Regions from separate parts of the Triticum aestivum genome. Here region 2 is linked to region 1. Evidence: chromatin contacts called from public Hi-C data. All regions are on one chromosome and are shown on one strand. Each heading gives the region's core, a stretch centred on a gene start, on an enhancer-like site or on the middle of the called end of the contact. The rest is flanking DNA. Distances are from core to core; before and after follow the strand shown.

Evidence for each region. A called contact is a pair of places that touch in the nucleus more often than the background predicts.
Region 2: a contact with region 1 is called in a Hi-C map of leaf, with 6 times the contacts expected there. The contact joins the promoter of LOC123054828 here to the promoter of LOC123054827 in region 1. A contact is called at or near these places in 3 of 5 Hi-C or Micro-C datasets (all in leaf).

The regions. Positions count from the first base shown.
Region 1 is chr2D:596,449,442-596,455,555 of IWGSC CS RefSeq v2.1, reverse strand. LOC123054827 (inositol-pentakisphosphate 2-kinase IPK1) reads right to left here and starts at 2,327. Exons shown (of 9, transcript XM_044478679.1): 1 at 1,983-2,327; 2 at 1,546-1,660; 3 at 839-1,042; 4 at 406-550. The coding sequence starts at 1,647. It overlaps LOC123054826 (protein HEAT INTOLERANT 4), which reads right to left. Exons shown (of 14, transcript XM_044478678.1): 7 at 6,027-6,086; 8 at 5,800-5,858; 9 at 4,880-4,953; 10 at 3,873-3,911; 11 at 3,734-3,796; 12 at 3,571-3,618; 13 at 3,352-3,480; 14 at 2,816-3,261. The coding sequence ends at 3,214.
Region 2 is chr2D:596,622,213-596,628,326 of IWGSC CS RefSeq v2.1, reverse strand. It overlaps LOC123054828 (MAP3K epsilon protein kinase 1), which reads right to left and starts at 3,161. Exons shown (of 25, transcript XM_044478681.1): 1 at 2,813-3,161; 2 at 2,544-2,678; 3 at 933-953; 4 at 453-526; 5 at 265-355; 6 at 101-184. The coding sequence starts at 2,863.

The DNA.
Region 1 (6,114 bases), core at 1,078-3,577:
TTAGGGAAATCCCTAGTATATGTATCCATGCAAAAACATCCCAAGTTTCAAAGGAAGTGCGGCTTCGGCATAAAACAGTACTGTTACTTTGGAGGTTGGGCAACTATTTTGATCCTACCATTTGGCTGTGGCAAGTAGCACTAGAAATCCTAAACCACCATGGATTGCAAGTTATTTTTGCAAGACTTATGAATCGCGAACTTAAAAAAATACATGCAAAGAAGCTCAATAACCATGTAATACAAATAGAAAATAAAAAAACCAAGTAACACTCACAAACGTTCCATCCAAGGTTTGGTGCATTAAGAGGGAAAGTTTCACTTTCTTAATCTAGGAAAGCTTTGAGTCATGCTCATAAGAGATCGGATGCACTGTAATAGTACGATTCAGATTCCAAAACTTTACCAGAAAATAAGGAGTGGTCAGAAATTAGAAGGGCAGAATCAGCGTTGGTATCAATTGCGCTTGCATTCACTCGCCAAGCAGGACGGGCGCTGAGCACATTCTTTCCAACAATCTCCAGAAAATCCTTAGACACAGAGACACGAACCTGTACCACAAAAAAAAAGACATATATTGAAGCGGATCCAGAGAATAATGACTTTTGAAAGATCTTAACAAAAATGACAGCATATCTTTATCCAAACTCAATAGGTTGCACACTGATACCATGGTGTCCTTCTAGACCAGATTAACCAAAGTGATGCTAACATTAGGACAATTTTCTCACTGTTTCTAGAAGAACACAGAATTTGGAAGTATTTAAAAAAAAGAATGATGTATTTATGACAAACTTATCACTGCAACAGACATAATTGGGTCGAATATAAAACCGTACCCCGCCATCAACATGATCGTGCCCCAGATGTTGGCTCATGACATGTACTGCATAGGCTTGTGCCACAGAACCTTGCTTGACAGACTCGATCAATTCTGGGATGTCACCCCACACGAGCTGCTCGTAGCTTGAGAAGTTTACACAGTTTGGTGCTGGTTGTGCCTTGTCATTTAGGACCTTTTTAGCCCGCAGTACCTTGCCAAACTGCAAGCAAACCAGAGGGAGATCAGCAGAGTATATTTCCCATAAATGTATCATACCAAGGGAGAATGTTCTTATGGAAGCAAAATGGGAAATCAAATACAGATAGGATGGCTGTTTCCTGGTTAGAAATGGGTAAAGAACTACAACACCTGATCCCTGCTCTAATGTTTTAATAATAAAGTGCAACCAGATGCCTAAATTAAGAGGGCAGCCCCACACATAATTTATTGGTTGCTACAGTGCTATGTGCTTAATTTACAAAGAGATCACTGGGGACAACTTAGCGTGCTATGGTGCTTAATTTACAAAAGAGATCACTGGGGACAACTTAGCATCTCTGATTCCAGGCCATCGACTTCCCCGATTGGGATAAACGCATCCGTGTGCATGCAGCGGAAATCAAGTCCAGAATCTTACAGCGCATACATCTACATGGAAGTCTAGTACTATCCAATAGCAGAGCAGAAAGAGCCTACTCAAGAGGAGAGGAGAGCAGAGCATACCATGGAAGGCGAGTTGCCGGTGTAGCTGAGGATGAGATTCGCCGCGCCCTCTCCCTTGTAGACCCAGTCCGCGGCATCACCCGCCTGCAGCGCCACCTCCATCTCCGCCCGGAATCTGCAGCCAGCACGGGATCAGACGAGTGGATCCGCGCGCAATAGAGAGAGAGAGAGAGAAAAGGCAGTCGGAAAAGCCAAACAAAAAAAAATCGGCAGAACGGGACAGATGGTGAATGCATCTAGACATGGGCGAATTTGTCGCTTGCTCTGCCGCTTCACGCCGCAGGCCCGCAGCATGGCCCGAGGCCGAAATCACGCGCGAGAGAAGCTAGCGAAGCTTGTCTCTGCTCGGCGCCGCATTCCGTCGAGCAGCTGGCGTGCGGGAGGGAGGCCCGCGGAGGATTCCCAGAGGAGCGGTGGAGGCGAGCGCGGGTGCTTACCGGCGGAGGCGGGGGGCAGAGCTGCGCGGGCGCTAGCGCCGGAACGCGCTCCCGCGATGGCGGGAGGAGAGGAGGGCGGCTGCAGCCCGCGGCGGAGAACGCACGCCGCTCGCTCGTGTCGCCGCCGCTGCCGCTCGCTCGCTCGTGTTGCTGACGCTGCCGCTGCCGCTGCCGCCCCAGTTGCGCGGTTGGAGGAATCCGGGCCCGGAGGGAGGAAAAGGAAGGCTGCAGATTCCCGGGAAGCCGAAACGTGGATGAAGAGTGGACGCCACGCGGACCGCGGGGGCTTTCCTCTGCATGTGGTTCCAGTGAGACAGACAGCGCGCCGATGCTCATGGTAGCATCAACTTGTCGTGCGTGATCTGTGATCATGAGCTCCTGTACCCACTACCCACCCCACCTACCTGCGGTCAGTGCTCCCTCGCTTTGATGCAACGCATCAACATGTCTTTGGTCTCCCCCTAATTTACCGGAATTTGGTAAGATGTAGTAACTTTTTTTGTCCAAGTGCAAACAAAGATGTGCCCTTTCGTCAAAATTTTCTGAAAATTTACGACCTGCGAATATTACAGCCACCGTCTGAACTCACAATTGAACTGCGCAAAATTCTAACAAAATATACTTCACGACAAAAACTTAAAATAACAAAACTGTGCCAGGTACCATCGCTAAAACAAGTGGTGGTATTCTCAAAATCATCGCCACGTTGAGAATGCCAACAGCCGAATAGCTCACCGCCGTTAATAAGTTAAAGCAAAGAAGAAGAAAAAAAAACTACCGCCACTTGCAACGCAAGATTTGAGCAGCACAAATTTTACACAACGCGCATAGGGTTGAGCATCAAAATATATAGGGATCCGATCAAAATACACAGGGTAAGCTAAACAATAATGGAAGCCAGAGCTGTACTGGGTGAGAAAGGGAACAAACTGTTCCTAGAACAATTCTTCTGCTCTTACAGGATCTACTTTCTGGCCGCTACAACTATCTCCCATAATGTTACATATCGCAGTACAAAGAGAAATAGAATGCCGAAGGAGGAGATACTCAGGAGCATGGGTGAAACTGTACTACAATAGCGTTCAGACGCAACGAAGTTATCCATTGGCCCAATACAAGCCCCGAATTGAGTATGCCTACCAAGCAGGCACATCTCCAGTCTTCCAAAATTTCCACCCGTAGCTTGGATGGATAGCTTGATATTGCGCACAGCAAATTGTGAAGTTGGACATCACATCAGTTCATGCGCATGGCGGTAGTATCTATTAATGTACTTCGCCTGCAGAGTACAACATACACACAGTTAAAATGCAAGGCTTGTTCGACAAATAGCCCTTTCTAAGGAATACAGAGCAATGCTGCTGCATACCTGTACTTGGCTCACATCAGGAGTGTCATCGGTTTTTACAGGATAAAATTTGTAAAACCGGATATTTTCAAATGCCTCTTTCAACTTTGGATCCATATCATCAATAGCTTTCTTTCTGGCTTCTTTAGCCTGCATCAGGTTTGGAGAAACATTTCAGTAGTGAATAAATTAGATTCTTTGGTGAAGGTAAATTAATTAACATTTTGCTTGATTGCGAACCTGCTTCAGCTCTCTCTTCCTTTCTCTAACTCTCTCCTTTATGAAGTCCTGTTAATGAAACATTCCAGCAAAATTAGGAAAATTAATCTTCTCAAGGTAATCAGCTGACTATACTAAGTTATTCACTACAGCAGAGCAAGGACAAAAAATATTGGATGTGCACCTTGAATTTTTCCTTCTCATCCTCCGGCAAGACCTCGTCTTTGACTTTCTCATCAATAAAATCCTGCACGGCAGTGCAATGATTAAAAAAGATACATTTCCATGGATAGCATAAGAAACAAAACAAATTTCATACAAACCTCCATATCATCCATTTCCCAGTCGAAGTCGCATACTATCTGCAACAAGCAGCAAGAAGTAAATACAGTAGTTTATAACAAGAATTAACAGCTACTAGAAATAAAAGCCGAAGAGCCAACTAGGAAGCATTTAATTACACTCCTTAGAATAATTTTTGTGAAGCATTAGCTAAAAGCGGGTAATGGTATGAGCAGTTCTTGTTTTATCCCTTCATAGATATACCAAACCTAAGAAATATGTGCTACATTTTTGGGGTAACAACTTCTCAAACTTATGGCATGAGCTACCTTAAGTTTGAGAAGTTGTCTGGCATAACTGGCATCACGCAGCTACATCAACACAAAAGATAATCAACTCATAGGCTTGTAATAATACAACAGAGACAGGCAATCTACATGTACATAGAAAGAAGTCAAAAGGTCAACTCGAGATATGTCATGCAGATTCTTTCATAAGCCAAGTTACCAAACATTCCATAAATAACTACACCCTCCTTAAAGGGTCACAAGGCCCCTAACCAAATTCAAGAATTTGGCAAATACAAGGCTCCTTACCTTCCCCAGGTCTTCATTTAATTATTGTTAATTGATTGTCTTTAATTGGCACATTGGCAACAAAATGCATTCAGCATCTAGACAAGATTGATTGGGTGTGCAACACACAATTAACTAGCATGTGGGCCTCAGAGTAATTAAACAGAGCCTAAAGTAGAACTATTGGTGACTGCCTTTATCGTTGATTTGAGTCAATTAGCATCACAACCTACACTGAGTTAAGTTCACAAATCACAATCAACCAACTTTTTTATAATGTTTATAAAGGCCATGTTGCTACACACATGGTACCTTTGTTGACTTCTCTATCAGCAATTACGAGATTATGGCTCCTCTATGAGCAAATAATGAACAGCCAACTTCCGAGGAAAAATAAGAGAAGCAGCAAAGTTTCATGACAATTTAGACAGTAGTTCTAACATGGTGTTATAGACCTTGTGAAAGAAGCTTACCGGGGGTTCTAGAGGATACATGATATTGACAACTGTGTCATCTTCATCTTCAGGAGGACTAAGTGGCATATAATCTGCAAGATTTTTGCGACAGGGTAAGTGTTCCTGCCTCTTGCCTCAGAAAAATATATTAATTGCAACAGGTTCATGAGCACATCACATTACTATCAAGGGAACCATACTGGCAAATATTTTCAGATGCATATAGAGGGATTAAACAATATAGTCAACTAGTTGGGTTCTTCATGTGATCAATACCCTTCGCATATATTTAACTCGCACTACTCTATGCTTGTTTCACAATTGCCGATCTTGAAGGTACAAACACCACCAAAAGAGATCCCAATACACAGTTCGTGAAAAATTGGGCTTGGCTAAGATGGTATATGGTGGTATGAAACCAAATTGTTTCAAATCAACCAATATGTATTTTTAATCAATGATTATTAAATATATGCCCCACCATTCACAGCTCTAAAAGTGCAAGGCTATAGATGCCACACCATCTCCTGTCTGGCATTTTTTTAAACACGGATGCCATTTATAGTTTTTTATAAATGAAATGTCATTCGTCCAGCAGAAGAAAAGCAGCAAACTAAACATCCATCAAAGTCTCAATGAAGTGCCGTCCCAATGAAACAAAAAACGATAAGCAAAAGGCTTCACATCCCAGACATACTATTGCATAGCAAAACATTAAACTAAGACGTAGTTGTGATCATGTATTGCAAATATTAAACTAAGACATAGTCATGGTCATATTTAATATTAAGGGGAAAAATGAACCATGTAGATTACATATTCTTGGACTGACCCAAGAAAGGATAAGTACAGAAATGGAACCACAGGATCCAAGAACAACAACAGATATTTCAGTAGACACAAAGCAGGCCTATAGAAACAATCAAAATTCAGCTTACAAGGCATGCAGTAGTCAAACTTCTTCACTCTTTCTTCTTTGAGATGCTTCAGGGCAGACCTGCCATATATATATAATTAGGATGCTGGGACAAGTCAGGGAAAAAACATATAGAAGTTTAAGATGTGAGCATTTCATACTGGTGATAACATTCCCAACAAATAATAAATAACTGATAGCAACGGAGCTCCCTCAAACATGAATAGTCAGTATTGTAAAAATACCAACCTTCGCTGAGTGCAGCCAAGAGTGAATATTTTTGTTTTCAAACTGTCAATTCTGCTGAGCCTGGAAACAAAGCGAAAACAAAGTAAAC
Region 2 (6,114 bases), core at 1,912-4,411, 170 kb before region 1:
GTTATAAGACCCATCTTACTTCTCTAAATTCTCATTATTAGAAATCAAAAGTCAAAACAAAGAACCATGTGCAAATATGCAAGTGATAAGAGCCATTTACCTCTTTAGTTGTCAATATATTTGCACCCTTGATATCTCTATGTATGACACCTTGCTCATGCAGATAGACAAGACCCTCCAACACCTGGTCACAATAGTAAAAGTTGGAAACAGACATAGCAAGAAAATGGGAAGTCACAGTAATCATTATATAATATATTTCACCTGAGCAATGTAGACGGCTGCTAATGATTCAGGAAATGGTCCAAATTTGTTTGGCTTGATAATATTGGCTAGTGAACCATTCTCCACATATCTGCAGTTATTATACAGCTATCAGAACTTTTCCATGCTAAAATGCGATGCATGTACTTTGTACCAAGACATGACAGTGAGGACACAGGATTTCTTACTCCAGAATGATATGAAGATGGCTATTTGTCTTCAATGATCCAAGATACTTCACAATATTTTTGTGATTGAGATTCTGCATAAATTAGCAAAACCATGAGTCGAAAGCAACATGATCATGTGCATCCAGAATAGGAGGGGCGAATTAGATGTTCAAAAGTAAAGGTCATTCTAATTATGGGTACGATAATAGTGATTAGAAAAGGCATAGTATCTATATTAAAAATGAAGGTTCTTCATAACCGACTGAGTGTACAAAAATAAGCACACTTTTTTTTTAAAGAAGTCAACTGAGGGGAGGATGCCCCTCAGGATTCTTAATTATAAATTTGCCACACAGGACTATAATTATGCAAAATGATAACAAAAAACTTACATAAATAGGAAATCTGGAGAAAATGCAACACAGATAAGGAATGGGTTTAATTGTTTTACTGAATCCAGATGCGATAAGTACATAAAGAAAATGCTGTCAGACTTACTTTCAGTAGATCAATTTCTTGCTGAATCGGCCACACCACCCACGAGAACAGTTATTAAACCGTACACAAAAGATAATTAGTTAGAACCCCGTATTACAATGATACAAAACACAATGTAGAAAATGACGATATTCCAACAGAATCGTTCAAACGTTGAAAATCTGAATAAAGGGACAGACAAATCTGATGAGTTGATACAAAATATGGCATCATGTTGATACAACAATAATCAAGAATTTTTCTCTAAATAAACAAGAATAAAGAATGTGAAACATATAACTTTTGGGAACCGGGTGTTCTAAATAGCAGTAAGCAGTTAACTAGCAGTCACCCCACCTTGCAGCAATAGTGTAGTATATGACCCTCTAGACAGCATTGAGTGCAGTTAAATAAATTTAACAAAGAGATGGTCTGTGTAGTGTGTACAATGGCATGCATTACAAGCTAATTACTACTCCTCTGCAAACTAATATAAGACCGTTTAGGTCACCCGTTTAGATCTAAACGGTCTTATATTAGTTTGCAGAGGGAGTAACATTTAAAGACTCGTTTCACTATAAGAGTACCAAACTACCAAATAGTATATAATGCAGTGTTATCAAAACAAAATCTATTATTTGAGTGACTGAGGCTTCCAAGATGTAAGCACCAACATCAACTCCATGCACTAAACCTATATGTGCGCCAAGTAACAAAAGGAAAGGATAGAGTGCACCATTAGTTTCATTCCACATTTGCACTTTCACAAAAGTGTAACACTAACAGCTTAATGTTCTAAAATTTAATCTCAGGGATAACTAAGAGTGGATATTGCTACATAAATTATATAAACTATTCATCTTTTTGACCCTAACCCTTATATAGCCTTCAACAGATGGGCCACATACTGGCCCAGAATAAAAATATCAATACAACTAACTATTTTTCAATTTAGATTTTCCAGCCCCTAAACCCAGACACACAAAAAAATTGTAAGGATTCAAGAGCTCCTATGGTACAAGGATGCGTACAAGCATGAATACTTTGTAACAATTAAGAAATTAAATGTTATTCCAATGAACAATTTAAAGGAATTTACTGATATCATATCCAGAGTTCGCGCGGGAGGGGGGGGGGGGTATTTGTCGCATGCATTTTCTGTGGAATCACACCAATCACATAAATACTAGCGCGGCAGCTGCTGAGGGCACTTGATCACGTCAGCTCTCATGTTTCTTCCCCAGATTTATGTGTCGAAAAGAGAGCTTACGAGCTCCACATGACGACCACACCCGACAACATACCACATAATTAAATCATGATGTCCAAGTATATTGCCCTAGTATGTGTGCCAATTATTACAAGTCCCGACAAGTTAAAAAGGAAGCTCGCCAAGGACTCCGATAAGCTAGCTTAGCGGTGCCCTAGGATTTAGTTCCATGTCACGCTACCGAACAAAGCAGCGAAACCGACAACAAGCTGCATTACTCTAGCTTCCAGTCTCGTCTTAGCGCTGTTCTCGGTCGATGACGTACATTTCTCATCTCCTGAGAACCGCATTTCATGCAATTACACGCATTTTGCCACTCGGAACTCATATACGTCATATAACACCCAAAAAAAAAATCTCACCATGATAATATTGAGATCCTCCTGCGGGATGTTCTCCAGCGAGACCTGCTTGATGGCCACGAAGTCGCCATTCTCCAGGTCAAGCCCCTTGTAGACGCGCCCGTACGCGCCCTTCCCTATCTCGTCCCCCAGCATCTGCAACCCGCCGACGCACACACATACACAAACACAGACACAGTGAGTGAGAGAGCCATTCCCCAAACAATTCGCTGGCGCAAAGCACCAATTCCGCCGGATCCGAGGCGGGCGGGGAGCGCGGGAGGCCTCACGTATTTGTTGCCGAGCGTCTTGGATTTCGGGTTGTGCTGCCGGGACGCCATCTCGTCCCTCCTCCTCGGAGATTCGGCCCCTCCGCGGCCCGGGGCGCCGCCGGCTGCGGCGGGGACGGGCGGATCGGCGGTCACCGGCGACGAAGATTCCCCTCCGGCGAGCTCGCGGCGAGGGCCATTTAGGTTTAGGGTTTGGGTGCGAATGGAATTGGGAGTCTGCAGGGGGAGGAGGAGCAGCAGGAGGAAGAGGACGAAGGCGACGAGGGCGGAGGGGGGGGCGAGGGGCTTCTCCGTAATTAAAAAAAATACTAAATAAAAGATTTTGTGCAGGCGGGGAATGGAAAGTAACGGAAATGAGGAGGGCGAAGCTTTTATAGTGGAGGTGTACCTTTTTGGAGTGTGCGGAAGCCAACGAGGATACTGGGTGGATAACGGAGGAGCTCCACTGTCAATTAGCTGTCTCCGACTAGCGTCTGCGGTGGTGTGCGTCATTCATTCCGGCCGGGGGGCCCTCGGTCGACCTCCTTTTCTCAAGAAAATGTCACAAGTCTTTGTCTAACTTTGCTTCGCTCCCTCCGTAGTTTCTATCTACTTCCTTCCGTCCGAATTTATTAGGCCAGTGAATAAGAGTGCCGAAAGTTTTACCTTTTTTTTCTCTTCCATGAAGAATTATGAGTCATCGAAACTTCAATTCCCTCTCCTTTCCGTTTTCCGGCCGTCGTGAGGCGGAGGGGAGGGGATCCTCTTCTCTCATCATTTTGTACAGTAGGTTTTTGAATCAAGGCGACAACGCTTCGATGGTGATGGTGATGTCATCTCTATTAAAAGTCATTCGCCTTCAATCATATCTTGGTAACCCTTGGTGCAGCGTCTCTGAGGAGCCCTGGAGTTTTGGTCCTTGTTGTTCTTCACAAAAAGAACGACAGGTTGGCATATGTGTTGTTTGTCGGTGTGATTCCATGTGCATTGACAGCGGCGGCAACATCGTCTTCTTCGACAACCTCTTTCTTCGAGCCTTTGGGGAGCAAGGTCGTCAACCTGGTCTGCCAATACTAGTGTGGTTGCCTTGCTAGAACGGGTGCCCCCCCCAGCCGATATGTTTGGCATGATTGCCAATTTCCCTCGTACGCAGCAGTCTACTATTGCGGCGATTCAACGAGATTGGTTCCTCTACAGGTCTTTGCAGGTACTTCGCCAATTGAATTTCTTAGTGTTGTCCATTATTGGCACGAGTTACGGTGGTGCAACAACAACAAAGTCTAGCAACAACTTCAGCAAGAATTTTGAGGCACATAGTTGTAGTCATAGGGTCTCCTTTGTTTAGGGTCATTTTTGTGTCTATGGGTTCAATTACCCATATCTGATTGTATCCAATGTTTCATTAATCTAATATAAATCATATATATTAAAACTATGTTGTCTTCATCTACTATGCTTCCTTCTTTCCTTCTTTCTTTTTTCGAAGCGGCTACAGCGGGCAAAGGCCGGCTTAAACATATATTTTTTAAAGAAAATAAGGCAATACAAACACAATGGTTCAACACACACAAGAACAAGCAAATACAATGAGAGAACCATAAACGAGCTACCACAAGCGAGCATCACCAAAAACTTAGCACCCATCATCACTAGGCAGACTTAGAATAGAGGGAACTAGCATTGTTGGATTAGTCAAAGGGAGATCCAACACCGAGAAGACGTGGATAAGAAGTCATTGGTTGCCCTGCAATCACTCGGCACCTTAAAGAACTAAGAGAGTCGCATACACCGTCGAAGAGCTTCCTGCCTCCTAGCCACGTCGTGACTAAGAGAGCCGAAGACCGTGTTGAAGGACAATGTTCCACCGAGACAACCATGTACCTCATCTTGGCCACACCATCATCACCATCGTGAATATAGAGAACCATAGCACTATGTGAGGCAACAAAACCTGTCGAAGGGCACCGAACTCCGAGACCTCACCGCTGCCATGAGCCCCCAAGAGAGAGGCCAACCGACAGCACCAAGATGATCAAAGGTAATGACCGCCGCCACAAATCACTTCCACTGTCACCACCAACACTCCAACAGACCAAGCACGATCCAGTCGAGACACCAAGCGACCAACATCGGATCAATGGCTCCAAGATACACCCCAAGGGGGAAATGACATCAAAGACATCGTCCTTACTCGATCCAGGGAAGGGTCTGAGGCTTTCGCTAGGAGCACACCATGGAGCGGGCGACCAAAGCTTCACAATGATGCATTCAAGAAGGTAAGTGGCACCCGAAGGCATCGACATCATCGTTGTCGACTGGGTAGTCCCTAGTGAAAGGATCAATATGGTCGACTAGAGGGGGGTGATACGTCTCCAACGTATCTACTTTTCCTAACGTTTTCCTCTTGTTTTGGACTCTAATTTGCATGAAACTAACCCCGGACTAATATTGTTTTCAGCAGAACTACCGTGATGTTGTTTTTGTGCAGAAATAAAAGTTCTCGGAATGGAACGAAACTTTGCGAGGATTTTTTATATCAATAAAGAGAATTTCTAGAGCCAAGAACCACCGGAGGGGGGGCACCTGGGTGGGCACGACCCACCAGGGCGCCCCCCTCCAGGCGCGCACAGGTGGGTTGTCCCCACCTGGTGGCCCTGCAGACCCTAAAACCGACGCTATAAAATCCTATTTTCGGAGAAAAAAATCAGGGAGAAAAAATTATCTTGTTCCACGAGACGGAGCCGCCGTCACCTCCTGTTCTTCATCGGGAGGCCAGATCTGGAGTCTGTTTGGGGCTCCGGAGAGGGGATATTCGTTCTTCGTCATCACCAACCCTTCTCCATCGCCAATTCCATGATGCTCCCCACCGGGAGTGAGTAATTCTTTCGTAAGCTCGCTGGTCGGTGAGGAGTTGGATGAGATTCATCATGTAATCGAGTTAGTTTTGTAGGGCTTGATCCCTAGTATCCACTATGTTCTGAGATTGATGTTGCTATGACTTTGGCATGCTTAATGCTTGTCACTTTGGGCCCGGGTGCCATGTGTTGGGGAACGTAGTAATAATTCAAAATTTTCCTACGTGTCACCAAGATCAGTCTAGGAGATGCTAGCAACAAGAGAGAGAGGGAGTGCATCTTCATACCCTTGAAGATCGCTAAGCGGAAGCGTTACAAGAACGCGGTTGATGGAGTGGTACTCGCGGTGATTCAAATCGCGGAAGATCCGACCAAGCGCCGAACGGACGGCGCCTCCGCGTTCAACACACGTACAGCCCGGGGACGTCTCCTCCTTCTTGATCCAGCAAGGGGAGAGGAGAAGTTGAG